Regions from separate parts of the Anas platyrhynchos genome. Here region 2 is linked to region 1. Evidence: chromatin contacts called from public Hi-C data. All regions are on one chromosome and are shown on one strand. The core of a region is the stretch at or near the end of the contact, and the rest is flanking DNA. Distances in the headings are between cores, read along the strand shown.

Region 1 (4,478 bases), core at 1,335-3,834:
TGAAATGTTGCTGGATAACAAAAAATATGCATGTTCAGCCTATTCAGGGGACATTAGTTATATTTAATCCAGTTTTAGTACCATTCAATGGAGTCTAACAAACATCATAAGTTAAAAAAAATAATAATGACTTAAGAAATTTTGCACATCTCCTCACCTTCATCCAATAATTAAAAAATGAAAAATAAAGGTTGGAAATTCAATTATTTTAGGATACGCTTTTGTTTAGATAAATGTCCACAGATGGAATACAAACTACTTGTTAACAAAGTAAGGGATGAGTTTAGTTAAAGGACTGCAGCAGCACATTTTAATGGCTGGTATCTAGTGAAAATGAGCTGCTCTTTTACAAAAAAAACTTGGATACAAACTATAGACTCAGGATATTGAATGCAAACCAAGGTTAAAAATAATGATGCGTAATTTAAGGTTTTCTGCTTGCAGGTCATGAACTAGGATTAAAATTAGAGATTGGAATGAGCCATTCTGATTATACGGGGTACGCGAGGTGTGAGTGAGAATGGATTCCCTTCAAGCCTGTTGAGCCTCTGGGAGCAAACAGGCAAATAGCAGTGCAGCCTGTACTGCTGAGCCCTGAAAGCTCAGAATACACGTGGTGTGAAAGAAATGTTGCCTTTGGTCGTTTTTCCCCCTATGTAGGGGACTTGAGAGGGCCCCAAGTAGTCTTGGATTTCAGAATGGAGTGGGTATTTTCTTTGCTGACTGTGAAACACTGGGGTCGCTGGGGAGCTGGGATGTCTGATGTGACTTGATAAGGAATGAAGTGTTGTTGGTATTGTTGCTCATGGAACAGCTCAGTTTTGCTTTTCAGTAGTTTTAAAATGCAACCTTGCAACTATAAAAGTGTTAGTGGTTATGCTAGAGAAACTTAAAGATCAAGTCAAATGCAGAACATGACAATTCTCATATCATATTGCCAAGCCTTGGGTATAAAGAAATACCCAAGCTCTGTTCAGGTCTTACTAAATTAAAACTTTTGCCCAGTATATTGTTACCTATAGGGAAAGTTGAATGTGAGTCAGAAAAGGAGCTTTCAGGCCATAATGCTTGAATTATATTTGCAGCTGAAAAAAACGGGTTGTCTTTTCTTATATGCAAAACTATGTTCATGTAGCTGGAGTTTAAGCCATATGTTTCTTGTTAAGACACTTTTGACCCTTTTCCAATACTTTTCCATCCAGTTGTCCCCACTTTTCTTCAACAAGCAGTTTGCAACATTGCCTATGCACAGCTCTGTATTTGTTTCATATTCTTTCTTGTCCCGGCGAAGAACTATAAAAGCAGTAAAGCACTGAAAAATAGCTGTAATAAACCACTCTTAATTTTCTTGCAGTAGATATTTGTTGTTGTTTCACAATAGTAACAAGCCATTTTCTTTGTTTTACTCAAAAAAAGTGCATGTATTGGGAATCATTTTATTTTATTCTTCTCGAGCAGTCCTATTGAGGCAACTGTACCAGTTTCACCTCCACAGGAAGCAGTATGCCAGCTCTGGCTGTGCTGCCACACAGGCACCCAGTGCTGCTTCTGAAGTTGGTGACAACTGGAGTGCTCCCCAGAAGCCAGAGAGCAGTAAGAAACAAGGGGTGTCCTGTACGACCATAGGGGATGTGGGCATTTCTGCAACTGTGGCAAAGTCCATGCCGAATTTACATGCAGCCCAGACCTCTCACCTGATCTGCCGATTGCCTGTGTGCTGTGGTGATGGTCTTTCTTCAAAAACAAAACCACATGTAGGCAAATGGGACAATCGTTTAATGGAAAGCATCAATGCATCCATCTTGGATGTTAAACTGGAATATGAGCTGTACTGAAATCATTACAGGTTTATTCTTCTGTGTAAAAACAAATAACAATTATTGTAGGCTTTTTAAAGCACGTAGGGAGCTTGATTACACTGACATACAATTTAATAGTAAAAGCCTGAGAAAAGCAATTATTCTAAACCTTCAGATTGTTTCAAAGGTAACTTCCACAGTCCGAAGGAGGTCTAATACAGTCGTGTTACCAAACGTTTCATAAAAACGAATTGTAATTAAACAGATATATGCTCCTAAGAGGTTCACTGCTATGATCCTTTATTGCAATTCTGCAGATGGAAACAGCCCATTTTGAGTTAAGTCTTAATGGTGAGAAATTCTAGATGTCAGCCTGTTTCTAGTAAATGGCAGGCAGTTCTGTAAAAGCACAGTTGAAGTTTCAGTAATATGGTCAGCCAGCTTGTGAGCACGGGGATGAAAAGAACTGACTAGCTGTGCTGTTCAATGAGTAACTACTTAAGAAAAAACACAACTGCATATCATCGTAATTTCATCAGCAGCTCATGTGGTGAGCAAGACAACTCAGATGTCTCATGTTTGGAGAAACGATGACCCTTCGAGCAGGAGCTGCCAAAAAGCTCTTAAGTTCTTTTTCAAAGCATCAAGTAGCAAATAAGCAGTCGAACTGAGAAAGTTTTGTCCGTGAGCTATGGCAGGAGAAGGCCGACTGGAGAGACCAGTGCAGGAGCAAGCATTTCTTTCTTTACCCTGTGCCTCCCCGTCCTTCAAGTACCACCCGTCTGCCTTCACCCACAGTGCCTGGCCAGCAGCCAAGCGAAACTTCAGCAGAGCTCGGCGGCCGCCTCAGCTCTCCTGCTTTCTGCTCTGGGAAGGGCAGCTGAAGGCAGGAGCAGGAAGGAAATTCTCGAGGAGACGTGATGGGGCATTGCAAGGCCCTTTATCCCCACGTCCCCATGTTCATAAGATGCGTGCACACCTACAAATGTGAAATCTCTGCACGCCTTGCGGGTGGGGAGAAAGGACAGCTGAAAGTTTTTAAACATCATTTACTTAACAGAATAAATATGTGTAAGAAAAATGGTAACCAGAAAATTATACCAAACCGAGACCAAGCATTTGTCTAAAAGATTGCTAAAAACATCAGACAGCTAGGTTACCACTAATTGAAGTCCATCTTTGTGTTGCTGGTATAAACTAAGAACTGGTTGGTAACTTAGGTTATAATTTCTGGTTGTGTACAAATATTTTGGAAAAAGTATGCAATAATTACATGTAGGTCACTGCGATGCCACAGGATATTAGTCTAAAGTATCTTGTGTGAGTCAATGAAGCTTTCAACTGTAAAAATAGGGCAAATTTCTCACATCCCCCCTCTATACAGCCCAGGCAATCTTCCAAATAGCAGTTTGATGTACCAAAATTGTTTACTCTTTTCTAGCAAATTAAACTCACAAATGCATATGAATTAATGTTATTCTTTTTCCAGATTTAGTTACCCTTCAAGGGAGCTCCTGTAAACAGACTTCTTAGTTTTAATTGTTTTAATTACATGTTACGATACATTTTTTTGATTTTTCTTCCCATAAAGCTTTCATATTGGCTGTTTTGAAGACAAGGATGTTGATTTCCAAAAGAGAAGCTGTATAAAAATGTGAACTTGAATAATGTGTATAATGAAAACTTCATGTGCTGTTAGATTTTTCATGTGACAGATAACAAATTTTGTAGTTAATCTTTTATTCGAATAACGTTTAACAACGTGACTTGGTGAAAATAGATGTTGGCAACAAGATGTTCAAAAAGTTTTTATTTCCCCTAAACAGGCCAAATCCTGTAGCTAGATTAACCTAGGCAATTCCTTAGATCCGGGCAGCCCTTTGGCCCAACTATAAAACATAGGTTTCCATGACTGTGATATATAATGTTGTTTTCCTCAAAGCTTTCTTTGAAAGAAGAATTTTAAGCTAAATAATATTAATAAATAATAATAAAACTACATAGATTGCTTCGTAGCATGTTTATTGTGTTTAAATTGGGGAAGATCAGGCCTCTGCTATGGGGCTGTCATCCCTTTATAATCATAGAATCATTAAGGTTGGAAGAGACCTCCAAGATCAACCATCCCCCTGCTACCAATGTCACCCACTAAACCATGTCCCTAAGCACCACGTCCAACCTTTCCTTGCACACCCTCAGGGACGGTGACTCCACCACCTCCCTGGGCAACCCGTCCCAATGCCTGACTACTGTGAGGAGAAATTCCTCCTAATTTCCGTCCTAAACCTCCCCTGATAAAAGCACGTCTTTGAATCTCTCTCTCATTTGGTGAAGTAATGCTTTCCCAAACGAGATGACCCAAGTTCGATGGACAACCACTAAATGAGACGTGTAGGGAAGGCGCCCCATTTCTTGTCGTCTTGTGACCCGTGTCACGCGAACGCGTTGTCCCATTACTCCCGAAGAGATCAGGGAGTGAGCTCATGCGGTTTGGAAAGTCTCAGTAGCTCGTTACTGATGATAAGACTAACGAGTAGCTGAAGAGTAATGAGCCCGCTGGACTACGCTGCGGGCAGCCAGTCTTCAGCGCTGTCCGTGGGCACCGAGGCTTTTTGGCCAGGGCCTTGCAGGCTGCCAGGGACCAGGATGAGGACAGATCCAAAGCCACTCTTTCTTCTT
Region 2 (4,478 bases), core at 567-3,066, 130 kb after region 1:
ATGCAGTCTGCTCCCTGCCACATTTTTTCTCTGCATGTTTTCATCCTGTAAGGATGAGCAGGAACAGCCCAAAGCTGCACCAGGGGAGGGTCAGACTGGGCACGAGGAAAAATGTCTTTACCATGAGGGTGATCAAACACTGGCACAGGCTTCCTAGAGAGGTGGTTGATGCCCCATGCCTGTCAGTGTTCAAGAGATGTTTGGACAATGCCCTCAATAGGATGATTTAACTTTTGGTTAGCCCTGAGGCAGCCAGGCGCTTGGACTTGATCTTTGTAGGTTCCTTCCAGCTGAACCATTCTTAGACCCATTGAATGACATTTCCTCATGGCCAGCACAATGCAGAAATCTGAATTTCATAGCTCTATTTTTATCTGAAATCTGGGGATGATTTGAATGTGTAATCAATGAAGGCCTTGTTAGCATTCAGTCTCTCATACCCTCTTTTCCCCATGTGATGATTCCTTTGCAGAGTTCTAGTGTTAAGTCATCTGAAAAAAAATAAATATCTGGGCTATGTAATCAACTCAAGAACAAAACTGTTAAAAGGAATATTTTTGAAAGGAGGACCTTGCTGCTATTTCTGTTCTGTAGCTTTGAAATATATTTGTAAGTGAAATGACTTTTGGTGGCAAACACTGTATGAATAGTTAATATGTGAGCCTGGATTTATTGTGCCTTGTGTTCAAAAGCTTATAGAGCCTGTGCCGATTAATACTGTTTGCTGTTAAAAATAATTACAAAGTCTCAGAAATGCACTTTAGTAGAATGTCCACATCTCAAAGAAAGCAGTGCAGCTCCTAGATGAGGGAAAAAAAAAGTAACTTTTCAGTAGTCATATGGATTTATTTTTTTTTAACTAGTGGAATGCTAGCACAATGCCTACTCTCTTAATAATGACAGATTATATTTTATTACTGATGGTGAAATACCGAAAAGATGTATTTATGAAAGGTATTGCTAATATGTTATACTCTGGACTGCACTGTAGCTCTGCAATTTCTAGTTTCCTCTCGGCGTTACATGTCATACTCTGTTCATGGCTGTTCGTCTCCGCTGTCAACCTGTGAGGACACCGTATTTGCTGAGGAGTGCTCCTGTTGTGATGTCTTACAGCTGTAGTCCAAGCCTTGAGATGTACACTTGAACTGCTCGGAGAGTGGAGCAAATGAGAAATAAAATTGGAGAAACTTGAAGACCATGGTGGAAGGGCAGGCAGCTTAAATGATTATTGGTGGATTATGTCTAAGAGTATGTAGAGTCCATATGACCTAACTGGAAAAATAATGTTTAGTGGTTTTTTTATTATTACAATTTGTGAGCTGTACAGTTCCTCTAAAATCTCTATCCAAAGCATATTAAACTGACACAGAGATTTTATTAATGGCATTAATAAATGAAAAAAAAAAAAGACTGGTGTCTGTCTTTGCTGTTAACCAAACCTCCCACATTTTATTCGCGCCAGATATGCTGTAAAGCGTCCATCCCCTGCCAGATCACTTCAGCATATTGACTTTCACAGAATCACACAGAATCACAGAATTTCTGGGTTGGAAGAGACCTCAAGATCATCGAGTCCAACCTCTGACCTAACACTAACAGTCCCCACTAAACCATATCCCTAAGCTCTACATCTAAACGTCTTTTAAAGACTTCCTTGCTCGTTCACTGAACGCACTGCTTTGCCGACAGGACATTTCCTCTCCCCTAACGTGCTTTGGAACAATTTATTGCCTCAGCCAGGGCTGAGGCTCCCCAGGCTGGGTCCCCCCTCACGGCCGGGTCCCTCCCCCTCAGCCGCGCCGCCCCCCCCAGCCCGCCCTTTCCTCGGAGCCTTCCCTCTCCCTCCCGGCTCTGCCTGACGACCGGCTGCGTCACCGGCGTCCCGCTATCCCATTGGCTGGCGGGGCGGAGCGCGCGCGGGGCGCACAGGGGGCGGCTGGCGGCGGCCGGTGGGTGCGCGGCGCGCGGCGGGAGCCCCTCCCCTCCCCTATCCCCTGCGGCGCGCGCGTGGGGGGCCGTTGGTGGCCGTTGCGCCCCCTCAGCCGTGAGGGGGCCCCGCGGGCCAGGCAGGGCGGGGGCTGGCTGGGGCCGGTGCTGGGGCAAAGCCCCCGGAGCCGGAGGTGTAGGGGAAGGGGAGCTGCCTCCTGGTTAGCTGGCAGGGGATAAAGGGGGCGTAAAATCTCACGTGCACGCGTTTCAGAAGAAAAAAAAAAGAAAAAAAGTTAAAATTTGGAGCTAGCTGCCGAACTGTGCGCTTACTAGTTCCAAACGCGGCCTGTCAGAGGTGGGGGAGTGATTGCATCGTTGTGAAATGGCTGCTGATTGGGGGGGAGGGGGTGTTCTATGTTTTATGTGTTTATACTCTGAATTATGTGAACCACGGAGGTACTTCATGTGAGCGAATACGAACTTTTATGTTGCAGAAAGTGCTTTTAAGTCACCATGGAAAAGCCACGTGCACACTGAGAGCTTAGCATCTTGCCCAGCTCACCTGTTGCAGGTGGGTACTGGTGGGAACTCGCACTCCACGCGGTAGCTGCAAGAGAGACTTTTCATTGTGCAGAAACTGACGGTAATTTTTTTAATTCCCATGTAAAGGCACTGAATTTAAAGGTAAAAGGTGTTTTGGCTTTCCTGCACTTGGGCCGAAACCCAACACAAAATAATTTATCTCCTTGTTGATTATGTGTGTAACCCCTCCTGCCATCACCAGGTCATGCTCTGTGCAGTGCTGCGCTCATGCAATCACTGGGCAAAGACTTTTTGAAAGTAAAAATGAGGCCGGCCCCTGTCCTTACCTTACCTGAGGTATCTCCGCAGTCTTGCACTTTGTGTGCTCTTACATGACTGCACTCAGATGCACTCTGCCGCTGATTCAAGAGAAAATTGCAGATTGACTCGTACTCTGTTTCTGGGATGCGTGAAGAAGGCATGGTCATGCACTCCACTTCAACAGCTTTTGTTTTATTTATTTTTTCCTTTTTTCTTTTTATTTTTTTTTCCTCGCTGGGAAATCCCAGTACCTACTGAGGTTAAAAAGTAGATATTAGAATTTGATGTGTTTCAGTCCTGTCATGTATTGAGCAAGTCTCTTATGGACAGATCAGGAGATCGGAATTACTGTGTGTTAGGCACTTTCTGTAAAGCCTCTTGGGGCGATAGTAGATGTCGCTAATTTTGCCGGTGCCTGTGTCTCTTCTGAAATTGTTAATTCCTGACATTACCAGAAATATTTCTGCAGACCGCAGAGAAGAGACAGCTTTGGAAATGTGTCAAAAACATGAGCATGTCCTCTCAGAGCTAGCAAGATGTGCCTTCCTAAGCAAAGGTCATCTTTCGTGTTTCTTAAACTAAAACCTAGCTGAAGGAACTTAAATTTTGCTTTCTAAAACTGAAAAACAGTCATCACTATAAACACACAAGGCCTTAGTTTCTCGAAAATAAGGGAGGTTTTAGTACGGTCTAAATGGAATACGTAGTTTTGAACATGTGTTATGAATCTGTCAGTATCTAATTTGAAAGTTTACTAAATGCAAGCCTATTCATTCCATTCTTACCTCCCCTCGTTTTGCATATAGTTTTATTTAGTAACTTCATTGTTTCATTTTTTATTAGCATCACTGTAATAAATTTCATCTTTTTGACAATTACCTATAAACTGACCTCCTCTGCACTGTGCAGTATTCCGTCAAACAGGAGTGAAAGCATTGCTGATTTCATTTAACAAGGCCAATTTTTGTTTGGCCATCTGTTACCTTCCTTTGCAGTCTACTTACCTCCCCAGGAGACCTCTGAGTAGAAGCACTCTCTCTCTCGTGTCCCTTCTTCTTTTCTTTCCTTGAAGGAGAAAGAAGAAGAGTACCCCAGTTTTAGTGGCTTTTTTCCACAAAGCTGTTTGCCTTGTGAAAATGCTGAAGTGTGCAGACTAAGTGACTTACAAGTACTGCGCTATTTCCCTCAATTAAAATAATGCATGTGTTCGTTTATATGTCATTAGAGAAGAGAGAAGCAGCCCGTAAGTAGTTGTGAGATGCATTTTGTACCAACGGGTATTGTGTGTGTGTTTCAGTGTCAGCGATGGAAGCACCCACTCACAGCACCGTGCACCTGAGTGACTGGCAGAAAAGTTACTTCGCTCTTACCTCTGGCACCTGCACGCCCGCACAGAAGGCTGATGAATACCGTGCCAAAATTCTGCGTATTCAGTATGCATGGGCAAACTCCGAGATCTCTCAGGTCTGTGCTGCCAACCTCTTTAAAAAGTACGCAGAGAAATACTCTGCAATTATTGACTCTGACAACATAGAGACTGGCTTGAATAACTACGCTGAAAACATTTTGACTTTGGCAAAGTGTCAGCAAAATGACAGTGACAAGTGGCAATCTGCCTTGACAACAGATAATGTATTTGAATTAAAGTGTGTGCAGGAGAGGATGCAGGCTGGCAAAAATTTCCAAAGCGCTCAGATGGCACC

What was found. Hi-C and Micro-C count contacts between places; a contact is called where the count stands out from the background.
Region 2: a contact with region 1 is called in a Hi-C map of skeletal muscle, with 3 times the contacts expected there. The contact joins the promoter of FIGNL1 here to the enhancer-like site in region 1. A contact is called at or near these places in 3 of 8 Hi-C or Micro-C datasets (liver, skeletal muscle and subcutaneous adipose tissue).

What each region holds. Positions count from the first base shown.
Region 1 is chr2:72,602,282-72,606,759 of IASCAAS_PekinDuck_T2T, forward strand. The region is part of intron 4 of GRB10 (growth factor receptor bound protein 10); the gene reads left to right. Among named protein-coding and RNA genes, the nearest start is that of DDC, 57 kb to the right of the region's middle. Within about 2 kb of position 2,585, at least 3 of the 8 cell types and tissues checked have an H3K27ac peak or open chromatin away from gene starts, as enhancers often do.
Region 2 is chr2:72,732,945-72,737,422 of IASCAAS_PekinDuck_T2T, forward strand. It overlaps FIGNL1 (fidgetin like 1), which reads left to right and starts at 1,817. Exons shown (of 3, transcript XM_027451767.3): 1 at 1,817-1,952; 2 at 2,427-2,575; 3 at 4,073-4,478. The coding sequence starts at 4,081. DDC (dopa decarboxylase) reads left to right here. Exons shown (of 14, transcript XM_005022746.6): 14 at 1-1,402.